Linked DNA regions of Anas platyrhynchos: region 2 is linked to region 1. Evidence: chromatin contacts called from public Hi-C data. All regions are on one chromosome and are shown on one strand. The core of a region is the stretch at or near the end of the contact, and the rest is flanking DNA. Distances in the headings are between cores, read along the strand shown. Region 1 holds the start of RIPK4 (receptor interacting serine/threonine kinase 4). Region 2 has its middle 36 kb from the start of TMPRSS2.

The links. A called contact is a pair of places that touch in the nucleus more often than the background predicts.
Region 2: a contact with region 1 is called in a Hi-C map of skeletal muscle, with 5 times the contacts expected there. The contact joins the enhancer-like site here to the promoter of RIPK4 in region 1. A contact is called at or near these places in 2 of 8 Hi-C or Micro-C datasets (liver and skeletal muscle).

Annotation. Positions count from the first base shown.
Region 1 is chr1:126,004,360-126,010,026 of IASCAAS_PekinDuck_T2T, reverse strand. It overlaps RIPK4 (receptor interacting serine/threonine kinase 4), which reads right to left and starts at 4,308. Exons shown (of 8, transcript XM_027448389.3): 1 at 3,981-4,308. The coding sequence starts at 4,156. LOC139999637 (a long non-coding RNA gene) reads left to right here and starts at 4,101. Exons shown (of 2, transcript XR_011805141.1): 1 at 4,101-4,241; 2 at 4,833-5,002.
Region 2 is chr1:126,044,090-126,050,130 of IASCAAS_PekinDuck_T2T, reverse strand. No RefSeq gene overlaps it. Among named protein-coding and RNA genes, the nearest start is that of TMPRSS2, 36 kb to the left of the region's middle. Within about 2 kb of position 4,325, at least 1 of the 8 cell types and tissues checked has an H3K27ac peak or open chromatin away from gene starts, as enhancers often do.

The DNA.
Region 1 (5,667 bases), core at 3,059-5,558:
ATCAGCTTTCTGTGAGTCAGGAGGCTGCCTCCACCAGGAGTGAACACAGCCAGCACTGCTTCAGCTGCCCTGCTGACACAGGCTGACAGCGCACGGAGCCAGGGCTGGCAGCCAGAGCCCCTCAGACTCATCCTTTAGGAGGGGAAGCTCCCTGCTGCGACCAGGGGGATGAGGCACAAGCCTCCCTTCCACCCAAATCCAGCCGTGGCACTGCAGCACTACCTGTCCGAGGCTGATCCTCGTTATTCAGGAGGTAGTGAGCACCCATGGGCTGCAGAGATCTGACATGCCCAACTTTTCTCCTCCTTAGCGGTGGGTCTGACCTAGCAAGAAGCAGCAGACCTTTTTCCGAGGTAAGATCAGGCTAAGAAACAACTTAAGAGGTAAGGACAAGATATTGGGAAGAAAAAAAAAAAAAAGATAAGTGAAATCGTTTCTCTCCATTAACCATGTTGGCTCCTGCTGCTCCCTACAGCAACTTGCTTGTGAAATAATTGCCTTTGTAGACAAGTACCCAGTTTGCTCTCTGGCATGCTGGAAGGGAGCGCCTGTGAATAACACAACCAACTCCTTGCCCCCAAGCCACATGCATAGCCAGCATAATTCACCAGGCTTCAGCGAGCTGAGTGCTGGAGTCACGATGTAAAACACCCGTCTGAGCCCTCCGAGGCAGAGCAGGAGCCCAGCAACAGCTCAAACCTAACAGGAGCCGCAGGGCTCACGGGGACCAGGGGTTCCCTGGCTAAGGACAGGCTCAGAAAGAGTCACCAAGGTCAGGGAGAGAGAGAGCAGCTGCTCGAAATTGCCTATTTTCCCCAGCAAAGAGAGGATTTCCACTTCCAGCAAAGTGGAAATCAGACCAGGCTGAGATGAAAGGTCCCTACCTCCCCTCTCCGCCCCGCGCAGGGCGCTGCTGGCGCTGTCACTGTGCCCATCGCCTCAACATCCAAGCCCTAATGCTACAGCAAAGGACGCTGTGGTATCGCTGAAGTCCAGTTTGAGCAGATCAAAGTCTGTTTTTTTTACGCTGCTCAGTTACTCATAGTGCTTAGAAATTATTCCAATAATCACCAAGAAAACTCCCTCCACAGGAAAAAAGATGCTTGCGAGGTTTCTAAGTCAAGAGGCATGGGCCTAGCCTCTGTTACAGCTTCTTATTTGGCACCTATGTGGTTAAAGAGTCAGAATTATCTTCTCTAAACACTTCGTCTCCCTTCCCCCTCCACATATTCTAAGATTACAGTGATTTCTTAAAAAAGTTTGCATCCAGGACTGCTCAGCTCCCCTAAATCTAAGGGTACATATGCTTTCAAAGCATTAGGGGACAGGGGCACGCACTGGAAGAGATCTAGCCCTGGGTTCAGGGGCAGATACCATCTTCCAGAGAAGATGCTGACAGATCAGCCATTTTCCAAGCAATTAGAAATATCAGCTAAATCAGCACGTGGGACCTCGGGCACCCCCGAGGCAGCCCCTGCTCCTGCTGAGGGTCAGGCCGAGCTGCTGCCGCGCTGTGTGGGTTCTCCCGAAGATGCAGCGGGGCCCGACGCTTGTAGCACAAACCCTGCTGCTGCAAGACCTGCGAGAATTACAGCTGTACTCACATTTGCATGCACCCAGTCTTTGTGCCCTACAGATAGTGTTCTGTGCACAAAAATACAACTTTAAGCTCAGCGGGCAGCCCTCGCCAGGCTCCTTCGTCAGCCACCTGAATAAACGCAGCATCTGCTAACAGCAAGAAATCCCTAAAACCAGCTCAGTTTCTAAGTCCCACTCCACTTCTAAATCCAGGTCCTGCAGAGGGCTTTGCTCATTTTGTGCCAGCCAAGGAGGCGTACCTTGCCACCTCCACACCTGGTAGCCACCCTCACCACCCTGCACACCTAGCCAAGAGCCCTCTCTGGGAACCGCTACGTTGTTCGGGCTCGTTAGGGCCTGAGTGATTAGGTTCAGCTACAAGAAATTCACCTCCAGGTTGTTCTTGCACAGCTTGCCCCCTTTTTCTCCAGCTAGACTTCTGCTCTGGCCAACGGAGGTAAGGAAAAAAAAGACTTTGCTTTCTCCACTGCAGGTCCTGGGCGTACCCTCCTCCACCTTTCTGGACCACACACTCTTTTCTTCAGGTTTACAGTGAGGGCATCTGGAGCTACACAATGTCAGGGGACAGAAAGCGGGAACGAATAAGGGTTTAGAAATGGAATTTGGCTAGACAGCCTGAGAGGGCTTGGGTTTAAAGGGAAAAATATCTCTGAAGAATAAATTCTTCTTCTGCTTGAGGCCACTTCACTCTCCAGTGAGATACTTGCCAAGGGAATTACTCCAAATCTACTGCAGAAACAGTAGGAGAGACTACAGAGCACTACCACCACCAAACCATTACAAACAGGGTATTAATGTGGTACCAAATAAAGAAAGAAAGCTTCTGTGCTATGCAGTTACTGTTTCTGATATCACTTGTAATTTTAACTCTGCGTCTCCAGACAGTTCCAAGAAATGGCTTGTCAAGTGAACCTCCTGGATTAACAGTTTAATTATACAGGCTTGTTTCAACCAGCTCGAACAGCCTGTGAACTACAGGGGCGGTGTTTTATTTTGTCTGTGCCTGCCCCCCCCTCCACCCCCCCCCCCCACCCCGAATTCACAATCTCAGCTCAGTTTTATTCTGCAGAAACAGCTTTTTCAAAGGCCAGGGACCCCTCCAACTTCTAATTAACACTCCCCTTAAGTGCATGAAATATATTCTGTAGTAAAACAAATGAACCCATCTTTCAGTAACTGGATTGCCAAAATGAGCTGGGTGCTGCAGGAGTCCCCCGCCCTCAAAGGTCCCAGATTCCCACAGAATTTTTGTTCACCATACATCACGTCCATACAATCTCTCTCACATCTGCAAACCTCACAACCACTGACAGACGGGTGGATCTCTATTGCACACCGAATACCGGTACAGAGATTTGGTAGCATCTCTCAAAATTAATCCTTCACATTACAATAGGCGGCGACATCCTTTCTGCTACACTCTAAAAATTAACTTTTGAATACGTTTCTAAACATATTCCACAAATAATACTGCAGCACGGGAAACCTTCTGCGACTCAACCACCTCACACCCCACGGAGCGAGCTGCAGAATCAGCTCGTGGGCTGGCGGAGATCCCAGAGATCGAGGTGGAGCTGGAAAAGCTCCATCGGCAAGACTTGGCCACGCTCCCCACCTCCTGCACAGATGCTGACCTGCCGGGAAGTCGCCGCTGTCCCTTAGACCAGCGGGACGCTTCCGAAGTGCATCCCAAAACCCTCTGGCCCCCTTCATTTGGGATCGTGCCGTGCCCTCCATCGGGGGCGGCCGAGCTGCAGCACGTTCCCACCACACAGTGCCTTGCCCTGGCAAGGGGCAAGGAGCCTCCAGACCCCATTCTGTGTTTCCACTCCTTTCACAAGGACCGAAGCACCGGACCGCGGCAGGGCAAAACGCCTTGCGAGCAGCCCCAAGCGAACAGGCGGGCGCACGCTGCAGCTCTCGCCAAGCCGAGCTGCTTCGAGCGGCCAAGCGTCGCTCTTCCCAGCCCCACCACATCTCGTGGTGGCCTGGGCTTCGCCTGAGTGCGATAAATGCCACGTTTGCTTGGGGAATGACGAATTTCCAGGCTGCCTTTGCCGTGTCTGGCCACACGCGTGGCTGCCATGGGCTGCGTGCATGGGGCCAGGCTTGCTTCATTTACTCGCTCCCAAGGCTCTGGGCTATGTTGCCTGCTTCGCCACCCCAAAAATAAGGGTACACCAGCAGGGCAGACAGCATGACAACCCAGTTTGGCCTCGGAAGCGTCTGAACTGCTGTTACGCATTTGCTGCGTAGGTGAACCAAAAAAAATAATAAGAAAGCAAAATCCCCGAGGTTTTGGGGGTCTCCTCCCAAAGCGGGCACAGCCGAGCCCTTCCACCCCTCCCCGCCCCGGTCCCGGTCCCGGTCCCGGTCCTTACTTCTCGTCCACATGGAGGCTGGGCGAGCACTTGATGGCGAGCCATGTCTTCCAGTGCAGGTGGCGCACCTTGTACACCTGCCCGAAGCCCCCCGAGCCGATCTTCTCCCAGCTGCCGAACTCGCTCTCCTCGAAGGCTCTCAGCAGCCCCACGGCCCAGGGGGAGCCGCTCTCCATGGCTGAGACCGACCCTACCCTGCCCTGCCCGGCTCAGCACGGCTCGGCTCGGCTCGGCTCCGCCGCCCTCCCAGCGCCGGCCCAGGTGAGTCAGGTGCGGCCGAGCATGGGGGAGGCGGCGCCGTCATTTCCTGGGCCGGGCCCGGCCATGGCGCTGGCCCCGCCGCCTCCTCCTCCTCCCTGGGCGACGGGGAGGAGAAGCTCGGGCCCCGGGGGGTGGCCGCCCCCTGCTGCCTCCCCGGCTCCTGCACCCCGGGGTCGGGGCTCTGCCGTGAGGGGAGCCCCGGAGGGCGTCCTCGGCGCCTCTTAGGCTCTGGGAATTGTGCTGCTGTGCACTCACAGTGTCACAGGATTGTCTAGGTTGGAAGAGACCTCCAAGATCACCCAGTCCGGCCTCTGACCTAACACTAAGCAGCCCTCCACTAAACCGTATCACTCAGCTCTACATCTAAACATCTTGTAAGACCTCTAGGGATGGTGACTCAACCCCCTCCCTGGGCAGCCCGTTCCAATGCCTCACAGCCCTCTCACTAAAGAAGTTCTTCCTAACATCCAACCTAAACCTCTCCTGGCACACTCGTGTGTCTGTGCTTTATAGTTGCCTTGGCATGAGGGATTTTGATTAGCCCAGCTGCAGACTTCAATCCCTGAAGTGTTTTTTGGGGTCTAATTGCAGGACCGATGGATGAGGTGAAATCAGTTGCTGAGACACTGCAGCTGAAAAGGAACCTGCAACCTTTGGTACATCCCGTAATCCTAGGGAGGCTTCTCCTATCTGCATCGTGACCTTCACGCCTATCACATGGCTAAAGGTTAATAAAGCTCCTGTTTGTTTGTTGTAACGAATATCAGACCCGAGTTTGTTGTTCTAGGCAGTTAGTGTACAATTTACTCTGGCGGGTTAGGCAACAGACAGAGGACAATGTGTTTTAAAGCTGGGGTAATATAAGTAAGTCACTTTGTTGTCTTTGCAAAGGTCCATTTTAAAAGAATCTACAGAAACGTTTAATTACTCCCAAGACATGGGACATCAAGTCTGTTCTCAGGGCTTTATTCCACATGGACTCCTTCCTGCTTAATTTACTCTGGATTAAACGAAACAATTGCTTACTCTGAATGAGACCGTATATACATAAATACATTAGGAACAAGAAATAACTGTGAGCAGAGACAAACCCTTAGGCCACCTGCGTGACCCAACAGTACACCTCTGTCTGACCTCCTCCTCCTGGCTATCCTGACTTGTTCCTTGTTTTGATTTGGGTTCAGCAGGATCCATGTGGAGGGACTTCTGTGCTCTCAAGGAGCTCTGTTTAAATTGAAGAAATTTGCTGAAGCAGGGCCTTGGACACTGTGCCTTCTGGAGGTGTCCATGACTGACTTGCCAATAGCACACCAAGTGTTTTATTCCACTAATGATACATTACCATTCAAGCGCCTCTTTCATTAGACAGATGGCAAAAACTGTAAAACAAAATGAACTATGCAAAACTCAGGTTGCAGTTGAGTTT
Region 2 (6,041 bases), core at 3,076-5,575, 40 kb before region 1:
ACCCCAAAAGTCAAGGTGTCCTCTGCCCTGCTGCCTGCTGTGGGGTGGGTGGAGGAGGAAGGAAGGAGAGCAAGAGCTTCAAATTCTGGTAGCAGCAAGTTGCTGAGCCCTGATGTGAGCTCCTGCCTTGGAGCAGGGCAGGGAGCATGAGCACGAGTACCTCTGGGGCAGAGCAGAGGCGGTGGTCACCCTGCAGTGGTGGCAGGGATGGAGCTGAGACAAATCTGGGCCATGACCCTGAGCTGCACAGAAAGCCCAGAAAAAGTCCATGGCAAAATCCTGTCCGAGGAGAAGAGGAGGAAAAGAGAGACACGGGAAGGCAGCAGTGTGGGGAGCAAAGGGAAAGAGAAAGGAGCAAAGAAAACATTTCTGAATTGATTTATTGAGTTAAAGAGACAACAGAAAACATCTTCACAAACACTGGCAATTTTTAGCTTGAAAGAATCTGAAATAGACTCTGTTTTCCCCTTGAAACTTTTTTACCTTGATTTGAAACTGTATTATTTGAAATACCTTCATCAAAGAAATCATTTTCCAAATACCAGGTTTCTTGGTGGGGAGTCAGGGAGGAACGGGACAATTATTTCGATAAAAAAAAAAAAAAAAAAAAAAAAGTCCTGCTTTTATATATTTATATATGTATTACATATATTATATATGTATATACGCATATATATGTATACATACATATGTATTAATATGTATACACATATTAAAGTCTGTCAGAAGAAGAAGCTGCTTAGGTCACTTGTATGAAATACATAGATTTAAAAATGGTATCTTTCAACACAGAAATCTAATTAATAGACACAGCTCACTTTTTCTTACTAAATGAAGCAATCCTCTCTAGGGCTGCTATGCCAGCTGTACGCTTGAGTTGAGAGCTCAAGTATTTGTAGACAAATCACTAATGGGGTGCTGAAAGAAATGACCTATTGTTCCTCATGACAAAAGGATGGCTTGGTAATGAATGTCTGTCCCAAAGCCATAAGGTAGAACCTGATACAGGCCGATGTACATCGTGATGATGATACATTATTGATTCAAACAGAAGTATTTCATCCAGTTACAGTGTAGACCTCTCCCATAATATCTTCTTGTGCAAGTGCATTGAAATATGTGTTGACATTGAGTGTGTCTGGCTGTGTCACTATGTTTCCAAACAAGCCACTCCTTCTCGCCATTGTTTCTTAAACCTCTCTCCAGAGAAATTTATTAACTTCAGTACTAATCCACACTGACAAAAAAAAATATGTATATACATATATAAAAATGTAAACCCAAAAAAATTAGTAGTATAGCACTTCTCAACTAGTAAAGGAAGGAAATGCTTCTGCAGGGTGTGGTTGTAGGAGACTATTTCCCCGTATTCTACTATTTTTTTTTCTTCTTCTTGATGAAATTTCTCCCGGAGAGGAGACTATTCACAGTAAGCAGATGCAGCAACTGATGAGTGTCTCAACTTAATTTCAGGATTGAATTGCCCTTGTGAGACTTTTATCGCCACATCTGTTTTTCTGCTCTAAACATTAATACTTCTGGAAGGCAACTTGTCTGTTGACACATTGTCTTCCTGCTTCCCAGACAAAGTACTCATCCACCCTTGAAATACTTGAGATTTTTCAGGGGAGGGGAGAATAATCTTTTATTTGTGTTTGATTATCAGCGATACTGAATTGTATAAAAGAGTGAAATCAAGAGAGATGTTCATATAAGCACAGGTTAGTTGTCATCACGGGAATGTCTTGAAAAAGCACAGAGGTCAGCACTTAGGGTAGGTGACTATTCTGTATCTCTGTTGATACGAGCATATAATTAGGTATTTATAGATAAATAAGATGGAATTCCTCTCTGGAGGTTTAATTGCTTTTATGGTGAATACAAAACTATAGAAAGCAAGCAAGCAAGGTAGCAAGCAAGAAAGAAAGAAAGGAAGGAAGGAAGGAAGGAAGGAAGGAAGGAAGAAAAAGGTCCATAAATGCTTCAGATTAGAGCCTTTCACCTGATGCCACTGGATTTTCAGGTGTCCACTAGGCATTGAATTTAGGGCAATTTGTGTCCTTTTTTCTTCTGGAACCAAGCTTCTATGTTGAAAAACATCTCCAGTGACTAAATACTCTATGGCTTGTGTAAGTAAAAAATCATAATAATCACAAAAATATAACTATTCTAAGGAGTTCAGCTCAGCAGAAAACAATGAGGGAAGCATACTCCTGAATTTCTGTACTGTATGATGGGTCCACATCTTAGAAAATTCTGGAAAGCTGTCCAGAAAAACCTGAAACTGCACAAAACAAACAAGCCAATGAATTAATATTAATAATAATAACAATAAAAGTGGATTCTGAGGCTGGAGTATTTTTTCATCCAAAATTATTTTGGTCAGAAAATGCAGGCTTCTGTGTCTTTTATATTACTCACCAAAATGGCTAAGACTTTTTTTTGTGGAACTGTGCACGTACACTTGTTGCCACCTGTATCTAGTCTGTGAAGCAGTCAAACAATGACAAAATCCAAGTGAGTAATGGCATTATTTTCCCCTAAGAGTTTATGTATGCAAGGATTTATATATCCTGTTGTAATGTGACTGAGTTACCATGTGTGGTAACTTCAGAAATAGAAGCAGTGTGAACTTCCTTACCAGCCAAGGAACTGTTCTACACACTTATTCAGTAAAATACCAAGTTACAGAGCAAGTTCACTAAGACCAATGGTGATGCCAAAGCATACTGCCAATGAGACCAGAGGGGTGTCAGTCACCCCACATGCAAGCTGGATAGGAAATTTGGCGTCTGCTCAGACTGAGCAGGATTCTTAAGTTGCAACTGTTGGGTTGGTCGTTTTGGAAGCCTGAATTCCTCCCTGTCTTGGAAAGGAATCCCTCGTGTGTTACAGTCCAGCCTGGAGTGTAATCTCCTGGAGGCCAGGAGATCAAAAAAGGAATGTTTGTGGTGGTTTAAGGGCAAACTGCCTTTCTGCAGCAGCGATCTGCCTTTGGTGGCAGAGAGGTCATGTCCCTGCACTTTGGCTCGCTTGGTCCCAAGTGTCTGCCCCTAACCCTAGGCTCTGAGCTATCCCAGCAGGTCAGTGCTGGCCAGGTCAAGGCAATGGTATGTTGTCTGCATAACAGCCTTGCTGTTGGCTGGCCGTGCAGCACAAGGGTTACAAACAGTTCAGCAGGTAGCAGCATCCTAAATTGCTGCTATTAATTTTGGTGTTGCGTGCTTGACCTATGCCCTTAAAAGCTTTTCTGGAACCGGTCTCATTTGTTAAGCCAGCAACTAGAGCTTGCAATTTCTAAGTTTGTTTTAGTAAACTGATCTTATCTGAAGATCAAAATAGATTTTAAGGGTGCCAAATGCTGTACTCTGCTTGCACTTGTCAGAGCTGATGAAGGTTTCAGGTCGAACATCGTGTTGGGCTCAGCCGTTCCTCATGTTCCCATCAGCTTTGCGAGGCTGTGAGAGGCAGGCAAACCCTCCCGTCCTCCGTCACGATCTGACTTCTTGTTTGGTTGTCTGGAGTACACGCTGCACTCTGATCTCTGGTTCGATCTGTTGTTATCACAAAAGGTTATGTTTCAGAAAGCCAATATTTAGTTTGGCACTCATGGCATTTTTCTTTTCTGTATCTTGCTGTTAAATCCCTGACTGAGAGCGTGTTGCTGGATAATGACACACAGATGTCCTCCTTTGGATTTAGGTAATGAAATTGCAGGTGCTGCTAGAGGAATCCTTCCTTCTCTCTATCCAAAGTAGCAACAGGCATCTTGTAAACCTTGTCATGTACTTATATTCTTTCAGCCTCAAACAGAATGAGTTCTGCAGTAACATTTGCTGGCAGACATCTGCGGGGCTGCGAGTTTTATTTTTCACCTTTATTGCTGGTGGCTCAGAGATGCTGAAACACCTTACAACATGTGAGGAGCATTGCACAGCAGCTCCAGTGTGAGCTCAGAGGGGCCGGAGGGATGTGGCCAGGAAACCAGGCTCGGGCAGCTGTCACGGCCAGGTGAGCCTCAGGCCACACAGATGCTTGGAGGGGAGGGGACTTGGGAGCCTTGGAGAAGACCTGGATGGGAGACACTGTGTCCAGCCTGTGTCCGGTTTGTCCACAAGGATGGTGGAAATGGTCCTGCACCATACTGTCACCCAAAAAAGAGTTGAACTTTCCCTTCCACCATCCCTGCAGCACGGCCAAAGCCCACAGCCAGCTGTGAGCATGGCGTTTGGTAGCTCCGTGAGCCTGCATTGTGTGCTTGGAGCCACGCTGTAGTGTGGAGCAAGGCCCCCCAGGCATTTCCTACATGCATCACAGATGCAATTAAATACAGGGGGGTGTAGGACAAAATAGGCTTGTCTGTTGCTGTTTTGTCAAAATGCAACCAGGACAAATGCAAACTAATTAGAAATCTAGACAACTCCCATGTAAAACGCAGCGGTGTGTCATGCGTGTGCCAACACACAGAGCCATTAGTCAGTTGTTGTTCAGGCAAAATTCCCACTGACTAAGGTCAGAGTAATCACCTCAGGATCTGGCCCTCCTGCCTTCCCCTCCAGCTGCCGTAATGCTCTCTGTGTGATGAGCACAAGGTCCTTTCTGATCTCCGCCAGGTGCGTGTCCCGGACCCAGCGCCGTGCTGAGTCAAGGCCAGGCTTGGCACGGCACCTGGATGTTGCCCATCCTCTCCAGGAGGAGACAAAACCTCCTGGGCTGCCCCATGCTGTCCCCCCACGGATCCCTCCATCGCTGCACCACGTTGCCAAAATTGCCACAGCTGTCTCCCTGCAGGGAGGGATTGCGTACGTAACTCAAATACCAGGGGCTGTCACTATCCTCCCAGTGCTCCCCACTCACCCGCCCCGTACCGTGTACCTCCCGCCCGGGTCTTGCATGCTTGCCCCACACCAGCTCCCCTCTGCCCTCCTTCCTCTCCGCGCTCCACCCAGCTTTATCTTACAGACAGAAGGCGAGATATGACACAAAGCTGTGTTCAGACCTTACTTCACTCAGCTGGCGATCTCTCTCCAATTAACTTATATGGAAGCTAGCACAGCAAGAAGGAGGGGAAGTTTTAGGAGGGCTTGAGAGAAAATGACATGCTGTGTGGCAATAGCAGAGGGAAAAGAAAAAGAAAATATTTACAGCAAAAGCGGGTTGCAAGATGGATTTGGAAGCTAGCTGGCAGGAATTTAATGATAAAAACATAAAGTGTGCAAATCTGGGCCTTGATTCTTCTGCATTACGATGCTGTGAACCCAAGCGGGTGCAAGGCAGGCATAAATCCTTTTCTGGCTCCTCTTCAGTGAAGAGATTACCTCTGGAAAAGAGTGGGGTGTGTATGGGAATGGTAATATCTTGTCCACAAGGGCTCATTCACAGGCAGGACAGAGCCCACTGACTTCACTTTCATAAGCTCAGTGCAAGGTTTTCTCTTTGCCTGCCCCTGGCTTGATGGAGATGTACTTTTTGACATGGCACAACAGCAATGCTTTGATGGGAAACATCTCCATTTATGCTTATGTGGGTTTTATGTATGGCTGCTGGGAAGGAAAAGGTCTGTCCTTTAGAAGAGCGTTATTAAGGGAAACCAGTTATTAACGAGTATATATGGAAAGGGTGGAGTTCACCATTACCCCACCCATTTCAGCATCTCATATCTGTCTCAGGAGTGCATCATGGTGATATCAGCCTTTATTAATATAAAACTCAGTATTACGCATCCAAGGTTACGCCACAGGTAGCTAATTCAGTGGGTCTCTGACACGGCAGCCTATCTGATTAAAGTGGAAGTGGATGAGGTAGTGGAGCGATCAATGGCAGCAAATTAAGCTGTAGGTGTCAAGGACCTTTTGGTGTTATGGTGTAAACTTTATGAGATGTTCAAGGATTGAAACCTGTGAGACTCTGTGATCTGATTAGCTGAGGTTTATCCTGGGATTTGTCGGGACGTAGCAATTTAAGGATGCAGAGATGAAAACGCCCAGTGGCCAATTCCCCCTGTGGGAAAGTGAGAAATTAATTGGTTTTGATTCATGCCA